Regions from separate parts of the Hordeum vulgare genome. Here regions 1 and 3 are each linked to region 2. Evidence: chromatin contacts called from public Hi-C data. All regions are on one chromosome and are shown on one strand. Each heading gives the region's core, a stretch centred on a gene start, on an enhancer-like site or on the middle of the called end of the contact. The rest is flanking DNA. Distances are from core to core; before and after follow the strand shown. Region 1 has its middle 100 kb from the start of LOC123395470. Region 2 has its middle 31 kb from the start of LOC123396848. Region 3 has its middle 37 kb from the start of LOC123398327.

Region 1 (2,750 bases), core at 210-2,709, 290 kb after region 2:
GAAAAACGTTCATCAAAATAAATAAAAAATCACCGAAATAAAAAGATGTTAATCAAGTTTGAAATTTTATCATCGTTTCCAATAAATGTTCAATATATTCCAAAATTGTTCATCAATTCTTACAGAAAAAATGTTCTTAAATAGAGATTTTGCTCATCAAGTTCAAATAATGTAAATGAAATCGAAATTGATTCCTCAAATACAGAAAATGTTCGTCGTTATTACAAAATTCTCATTAATTCATTTTTATAAAAAAAATTAATTTTATTCACAATTTAAAAGGTGCTAATGATTTTGAAATCATGATTGTTTTGAATTCAAGAACAGTTTTTGACAATTCACAAAATTTCGTAATTTTACAACCTTTTTTAGTTCTGATATATTTTGACATATAATAGAAAAAACAGAAAATAAAAAATGAAAAGTAAAAACGAAAAAAAGCAGGGACATCCAACTCCCATATATCCGGCCTAAACTGACGCGCCAGGGGAAGAGAGAGTGCGTCTTCGCATGAGGAAACCCTATTTACCGCATTCTACTGCAAGTTGACTACCTGTCGCACAAGGACATCGAGCAAGAAATCAGTTTGGCCCAGGCCATTTGGGCCTTCAGCAATCTGGTTTTGCGAACATTCTAGAGGTTTTCCGCATTGTTTTTTGGTTTTGGAAAAAATTCTACAAGGATCCGGAACCTTTTTTGGTTTCTCCCTTTTTTTCTGCTTATTTTTTATTAGTTTTTTTTATTTTCTGTTCCTTTTTAATTTGTCTCGTTTCTTTTTCTTTTTCCAATTTATATTTTCCTTTTTATATATACTTCTTTTTATTTTCCTTTTATTTTACTTCATTTTTTTTGTTCTTTTAAAGAAAAAAAGTAATCATAGCCTTGAATTTGGAAAAATGTTCACATCTTTCGAAAAGTGTTCGTATTTCAAAAAATGTTCAGGACATTTAAAAATGTTCTCATTTTCCAAATCTTGTTTCCTAATTCAATAAGTGTACATATTTCAAAGAACATTCTAGTTTAAAAAAATATCAATTTAAAATTTTAGTCACAAATTTCAAAAAAGTTTGTCTCGTTTTAAAATTTATTTGCAATTCAATAAATGTTCATAATTTCTAAATTTCGTCACAAAATTTGTATATATTTGCGGTTCCAATTTTTCTCGGAATTTGATGAAATGTCCCATTTTTTAATATTTGTGCACGGATTCTTGAAATGTTCGTAGTTATATACTTTGTTCTCAGGAGTTTCATGAAATGTTCCATTTTTTCAAATATTGTTCAAAATTTTGAAAAATGTTTGCGGTTCCAAAATTTGTTCATGTATTTAAGAAAACATTCCCTTTGTTGCTGATGTGTTCAGCAATTCAGAAAAAGATTCCTGCTATTGATGATGTGTTAAGGACCTCCCAGTGGGCCAGCCCAGCCGCACGCCTTATGTGCATCCCGTTCGTTATTCGCAGCAAAATGCGGTACATAGGATGTGCCTTCGCATGACCCCTGGCAACCACCGCGCTATATAGGAGGTCCAGGCTTGCGGAAAACACTATTTGCCGACTGTTTGTGTTAAGGAAAAAGTTTATTTTAAACCCTGAATTCGTAGAGACCCGTCGAAACGAACCCTGAAGTCGAAATCCCAGTAGATTGCACCCTGAACTATGCAATCCCGGTCTAAATTGAACCATGACGTTGTTTGGCAAATAAGGATTGCCAAAAGATAACCGGGATTGATGGCATTTGTACTATTTCTCGTTGGGTCAGCCCACTTTCATTTTTTTCTTTTTTAAAACAGCAAAAGAAAAACCCGCAGCGACCTGAACCTGAAACCTGGCCGACGTAAGCAACCGTAAGTACGTACACGCGCCATTGTACATACGAATTAAAAAAATAATTGAAAAAAATCACGCCTTAAATAAGAAAATGGACAAAATAAATAAGAAAAGAAACAAATTAAAAAAAATCACGCCTTAAAAAAATGAATTGAAAAAAATCTTGCCTTGAGAAAGCGAATTGAACAAAACTTCACGCCTTTAAAAAACGATTTGAAAAAGTTCACGCCTTACATGTACTTAATTTTTTTAATACATTGTATACATTTCTCAAATGCAACGTACTTTTTTTTCTTGTTACTGTTTATTTTCTCTTATATTATTAATGTTTTATTGCGTGTTGCCAAATTATTTCGAAATTAAAATTCACGGATTTTCGAAAACATGTGAAGTCCGCTGGTTATTTTATACGTAGGAAGCACCTCAAATAAAAATGAAAAAATAATACTTTATATAGTACGGATCAAATGCGGCGTATTGTGCAGCGCGTGCACAAGCTATCAAGGCTAAAATCGATCCAGTTGCTCGTTGTATTTGCACGCATCAGCTTATCTGAATTAATTAGCTTTGCTCGTATGTCGTGTGTTTCGGTGGAACCAAGTTTACTTACATGCAGTCCCGTGCAGCTGAAAAGTACTCGACCAAGTCACTGCATACAAGACCTGTGCCAACAATGCATTTTTTTAACGTAATAAAACTGAAGTGAGCCGGTTCAGCAGGGAAAGGATGTGTGCCCTTTGAAAAAAACGAAAAAAATTAAACGGGCCGGCCCACCAGACGAACCCCGCTTGACACAGTGTCAGGGTTCGATTTAGACCGGAATTGCATAGTTCAGGATATAATCGATCGAGATTTTGAATTTGGGGTTCATTTCGTTCGACCAATACAAGTTCAAGGTTGAAATTGGACTTTTTCCTTGTGT
Region 2 (3,045 bases), core at 152-2,651:
ATTTTGAGAAACTTCTAGAAGTTTCCTTGAACCATTTTTCTTTGTTTATTTTTCTCTTTATTTTTCTTTGTTCTTTTCTCTCCTGTTTTGTATTTGTTTTTCTATTTTTTTCATATCTTCTATTTTTGTCAAGTTTACTTTAAAAAAATCATAGTTTCAAAATTAGTTCATTTTTAGAAAAAAAAATTGTTCACAACTCAAAAAATGTTTACGGTTTCAAAATTTGTTCGTAATTTAAGAATGTTTACGCTTTCAAAGGCTATTCACAATTCAAAAAGTGTTCACAATTTAAATTTTGTTCACAAATTTGAAATTTGTTTAAGTTTCAATATTTGTTCACAATTCAAAAAATGTATGGGCTTAAAAAATTGTTCATAATTCAAAAAAATCACACTTTGCTAATTTCATTCAAAATTTGAAATTTAATCATGTTACAAAATTACTTCACAATTCAAAGAATGTTTACAGTTTCGAAACTTGTTCAAAATTAAAAAAATGTTCATTGTTTTATAATTCTGTTCATGAATTTGGAATTTGTTCGTGCTTCAAAATTTGTTCAAAATTCAAAAACAAATTGCGGTTTCAAAATTTGTTGTTAATTAGTAAAATATTCCCAATTTGATAATTTTGTTCTCGAATTTGAAATTTGTTCATGTTTCAAAATTTATTCAAAATTCAAAAAAATTGCAGTTTCAAAATTTGTTCACAGTTAAAAAAATGTTCATAAATTTCTTTGCTTATTTTCTAGAAATGTTATTATATTTCAAAAAATGTTCACATTTTTAACATAATGTTTGTAATTTGAAAAATGTTCGTCTTTCTGAAAAATGTTCGCGCTTTCAAAATACTGTTTCCTATTTTCAGAAAATATACAAAAGTTCGAATAAATGTTCCCATAAATCTAAAAATGCTCAACGTTTTTAAAAAAAGGTTCGCATATTTTAGAAAATATCATTTTTTTCAGAAAAATATTCAGTTGCTGAAAAAGATTTACATTTTCTAAAGTTTTTGTGATTTTAAATGAAGTCTAGTTTTGGAATAGGTTCTTTTTGTTTACAACATGCAGAAGCTACATCATCATTTACTCATTTAAAATATCTGGTGTGTGTGTGTCGGACTATGACGACTGTAGCTACAGATGTCCATACAAGTAGATAATTCTTAAAGCACTGCGCTACCTGGAAACCATAAAAAAATATCTGGTGTGTTGGCTATTGTTGCGCGCACAACCGATGGAACTTAGGGGTTTGATCCCAAGTATGCTTGAATGCTTTCCTTTTCTTTTTTGTATTTTCAATCCTTCACTACAGTACACTTACTACTGGGCCAGCCCAGGTCACACTGCCCTATGCGTTTGCTTGACAGTGTGTCGCAGAACGCGACACATAAGAGCTGCCTTTAGTGAGTGCTCCTACTTGACCACCATTCGCGTCCAATAGAAGATCTTTCGCATAGGGAATCACCAAGTGGGCTGCCCCAACAACGAGTAGTTTTATTTTGCGGAAGCCCAACAACGAGTAGTCACGGTATTGTCTAAAAAAAGCTAGTAATAGTGTAGCAATTGTTTTAACCTTTCTATTGTTTTCATATTAAAATTAGTTTTTTAAATACAAGATAATTTCGACTGGTTTTATAATTTCAATATTTTTTTAATATTTCAAACTTCTTTTGGTATACATGTACACTTATCTAACATATGTGACCATTTATCAAATACAAAATGAACACTTTTTAAATATATGGTGAATGTTTTAATATATTTGGCGAACAGTTTTTAAGAAAAAAACAGTTTAGAAACAGAAAAAAACATGAAAAAACAGCCCGAAGAAATCAGCAGAAATAGACGGGCCCAACTGAGGGCTCGCTTCAGCTAAGCCATGACGCCGCCTGCGGATTTCCGGATTTCTTCCCACTTAGCATGAGTGGTCAGGTATATCAAAAATAATAAAACAATGAGTGGTCCGGATTTCTTCCCCTGGAATGCGTATAGAATTCTTGTTGAAATGTGTCGTTGTTGATTCGACCATCTTTTGCCTCGGGTCCTTTCATGCCGTGGCTCGCGTTCGTTTCTTTTTGAAGGATGGTTTGTGTTCGCGTGCATCAGAGCTCGTCTGGATCCATTGCGAAGGGAACAAAGCTCGAATCGCACACCAGTTCTCCGTTCTGACGGTCGTTCAGATGGACTAGACGCTAGCAGTAACAGGGATCAATCGAAAATGGTCAACCCAAATTTCTCTCTCTTAGAAGAATGGCTAGGAGAGACATATATCGTGTCCAACATCATAAGCCACTTGGACGTGTTTGCTTGCCTGCATTAGGCCTAAGCAAAACCGCGCAAGAAAAAACTAACCGGTTTGTTTTATTGCGTTCACTTAGGGTATGCATCGCACGAAACTTAAAAGCACATCTGTGTTAGGCTCGCTAGCATGTTCAAATTGATAGTTTCTTATGAGCTAAGCTGACCTATAGTGAGTGCACATGGGTATTCCCTTGTCTGCATATTCTACATTCACTAAACTACTTCTAATCTCATTTCCCCTTTCTAATCTACACAATGATATTTTAATGAAAAAAACTCTACACAAAAACGATGCGCATCGATGTTAAGTTTTCATTTTTTTGATCGGTTTATAGTTTCCTCGATCATGAATGCTTAATTTTGTGTTTATGTTTAAAGCTATTTTGCAAGAATTTTATCAAATTCATTACTTACAATCGACAGCTTTATCATGCAGTTTCACACGACATTCGCGACGATCCTACTGCATTGACGTCATAATTTCATGCATACTATATTTTTTCTTCTTTTTTCCACGGTCCTTCTATTCCTCCCTTTCGACGTCTGCGGCATTCCTTCTTGGCCGTATCCTTTTACACTGAAGTCGTTTTCGACGTCGGTTATCTTGACTTCCTCTCTCTCGACCTACTGCACTGACGTTGTCATGACGCGGGCACTACATTTTTCCTTCTCTTTCCATTGTCTTCATGCGGACTCTCTTTGCGACGATGAGTCTACCAACTAGTTCGCCGCACCGTCAAAGGAGT
Region 3 (3,077 bases), core at 443-2,942, 330 kb before region 2:
AAAGACCGATGAAAACCCGAAAAACCCTGAAAAAACCATTTAAAAACCAAAAACATGTTCGAAAAAATAAAAAATAATAATAAAAAACGTTCAGAACACGACACGGGTGGCTGGTGAGAACGCGCTAAGTAACAACGCCTAAAAGTGATCCTTAGAAGATTCGCAAATAAGCACTTCTCACATAATTAATCCCGAACTATCCCCGCGCGGTGCGCATGTTCATGGGTCGGGTGGGCCACGACAAGTTTGTACAAGTTGCACCGCTCAGTTTTATTACCTAATGCATATTAGCCATAGTGGCTAGAGCTTCCCTTCTTGATCGCAGAGGCCTATGTTTGAATCCAAACTTTTTTGCTTTTTTCTGTTTATTAAATGTGACGGTAAATCCTTTATTGTTTCTAGTTCCATAAAAAAGTGATTGTGTATCCGAAAACCTTAATCATATATTTCTAAAATGTTACACTTCTATCAAAAAATGTTCCTGATATATACATTTTTTTTTACAATGTGTATCAAAAGAATAGTCATTAAAAACAAAATGTTTGTATTAAATGTAAATAATCTATTAAAAAATGCGAAATTTGTATAATTTTTTCCTAATGTATATGTTAAATGTAGAATGTGTATTAAAAAATTAAATATCAAAACTCAATTTTTTCAAAAGAAAATATCATGTACCTAGAAAATGTTAATAATATATTAAAAACTAAACACGTATTAAAACAAGATTCTGATATACAGGAAATATATAGGCATAATTTTATTATGAAAATATGTTAATTTTATGTTACAAAAATATTAACATGTATTAAAATATATTTCATACGTACATAGAAAACCAAGGAAAGAAGATACAACAACACATACAAAATAAAAGGTTTCAGAACCAAAGAAAATCGATCAAAACCATAAATAAAAACACGTAATTAGAAAGATAGAAAAATCAAAGAAAACCAATGAAAAAAGATGCAACCAACAGAGAAATGCAGGAAACCAAGGAAAAACATTGAAAATTAAAACATATATTGAAAGGGAAAAAGAAACACATTAAAATGGACAAAAACAAAGGAAACCAAAAAAAAAAGCAAAAGACACAAAAAGGTGAAAATAAGGAAAAAGATGCAAACCAAATCAGGAAGGCAATGGATACCCATTACCCACTTACCCGGTGGGCAAAACCTTATTAGGGTAAGGGTATGGATTAAAAAATACCCATGAATATATAAATGATTTTTAAAACCCATCATATAGTGGGTATGGGGTATGATTTAGTATAAGCTATACACGCGTACCCGTGTACCCACATATAATCTAAAAATTAGGTCTTAAATATTATTTATTCACATATTAAACATATGATATGTATATAATTTTGGCAGCTGGCCCACACCCAAAATGTGTTGCTGTTTATGAGTATGTGTAGCTGTCATGAAGTGTTGTTGTTTATATGTTATTATTATGAGGTGTTGGTTATGACCAGGTAACACTCAAATTGATGTGTTATAAATCTGGGTAATTTTATCAGTGGGTACCATTTACCCTGACAGGTGATAGGTAAGGAAAAAATTGTAACCGCCGACAGATATGAGTACGAGTGATGGGTAAGATTTGAGACTATGGATAAGAGTACGGGATGGGTCGATCCGTATCCAAATCGGGCAGGTGCCATCCCTACAACAAAATAGATAACAAGTGAGCCCTATACTAATGGGCCAGCTAGCTCATCCTGTGCTTGAAGAGCAACTTATGGAAACTCCTTTGCACCACACATTGACACGAATTGCCGAGAGACACACATGCACGACTTCAGACGGGCCGACCCATTAGCATAACACACTCAAAAATTCCAAAAAAGAATGCTTGAAGGAGGGATTGAACACACGAGCCTAGACAATGGAATAGATAAGCTTTCTTGGTTTATTATGGCACGTGAAGTTAAAGGTAATGTAAATCTGAGTAGTTTGTCAAATTTCAAATACGGACATTATTTTGAAAGAAGTGTTTTTCTAAAAGCAAACACTTTTCAAATTTGAGAATAAAAAAGGCTCAAACGTTTTTGAATATGCGAATAATTATTTAATAAACTGAACACTTTTTTGAAAATCACGAACATTTTTGAATATGTGAATTTTTTAAGTGAATATTCTTAGAAACTCTGAACATAAATTTGGAAACGACAATATTTTTAGAATCCGTGAACAATTTTTGAAACAAGATTTTTTAAAAATCTCGGAATAAAATTTTAATTTGTTTTTAAAAATAAGCGAACAGTTTTTGAAAAACATGACCAGTTTTTATGCAATCATGAATATTTTTTGAAACTTCTAAACAACATTAGAAAAACACACATTTCTGAAAACTGCAAATGAATTTTGCAATGGAAATATTTTTTGAAACTACCCAACAAAATTGGAAAACACGACCATTTTTCTTAAATTTGCGAATGAATTTTGAAATTGGAACATTTCTTTCAAAGTCCATAAAATTAGGAAATGCAAACTTTCATTTTTGAACTTATGAATAATATTTTAAAGAAGAACAATTTTTCTAAATATGCAAGTGTTTTTGTAAAAAATGGAGAATTGGTTTTTGTATTTGTTAAGAAAAGATAATAACAGGAACATCTTCCAACTTCTGATTATTTTTTATAAAACGAAAAAGGAGTGAAAAAAGAAACAGTAAAAAGAGCGAAAATTAAAAAGAAACAAGAAAAAAAGAAATAAAAACAGCAAAAAATCTGGTTCAGGAACCTCCTAGAAAGTTCCCAAAACAAATAAAAAACTAATTCAGAAATATCGTGGAAGGTTCGCAAAACACGGATGGCAGAAACGATCGGCTGACCGACCCAGATCATCCCTCGCTCGCAAACCTCCATGCGGAAGCTCGGCAATTTGCCGCAACACGTCACAAATAGGACTTCCACAACTGGGAGCTTCTACCTGCCGCTCATTGCGGCCGGCCCAGTTAATTTTTTCAGTTACCCTTTTATTTTTATCTTTTTGGTTCTTTTTTCTTTCCTTTTTCCTTTTATTTTTTATTTGCATCAAAAATGTTTTCCGAATTTAAAGAACTATTTT

The links. Hi-C and Micro-C count contacts between places; a contact is called where the count stands out from the background.
Region 1: a contact with region 2 is called in a Hi-C map of seedling, with 5 times the contacts expected there. The contact joins two enhancer-like sites. A contact is called at or near these places in 2 of 6 Hi-C or Micro-C datasets (leaf and seedling).
Region 3: a Hi-C map of seedling shows a contact between it and region 2, with 3 times the contacts expected there. The contact joins two enhancer-like sites. A contact is called at or near these places in 2 of 6 Hi-C or Micro-C datasets (leaf and seedling).

Annotation. Positions count from the first base shown.
Region 1 is chr5H:446,382,097-446,384,846 of MorexV3_pseudomolecules_assembly, forward strand. No RefSeq gene overlaps it. Among protein-coding and RNA genes, the nearest start is that of LOC123395470, 100 kb to the right of the region's middle. Within about 2 kb of position 1,460, at least 2 of the 3 cell types and tissues checked have open chromatin away from gene starts, as enhancers often do. A contact at or near this core is called in seedling, where this site is marked.
Region 2 is chr5H:446,088,345-446,091,389 of MorexV3_pseudomolecules_assembly, forward strand. No RefSeq gene overlaps it. Among protein-coding and RNA genes, the nearest start is that of LOC123396848, 31 kb to the left of the region's middle. Within about 2 kb of position 1,402, at least 3 of the 3 cell types and tissues checked have open chromatin away from gene starts, as enhancers often do. A contact at or near this core is called in leaf and seedling, where this site is marked.
Region 3 is chr5H:445,759,484-445,762,560 of MorexV3_pseudomolecules_assembly, forward strand. No RefSeq gene overlaps it. Among protein-coding and RNA genes, the nearest start is that of LOC123398327, 37 kb to the left of the region's middle. Within about 2 kb of position 1,693, at least 3 of the 3 cell types and tissues checked have open chromatin away from gene starts, as enhancers often do. A contact at or near this core is called in leaf and seedling, where this site is marked.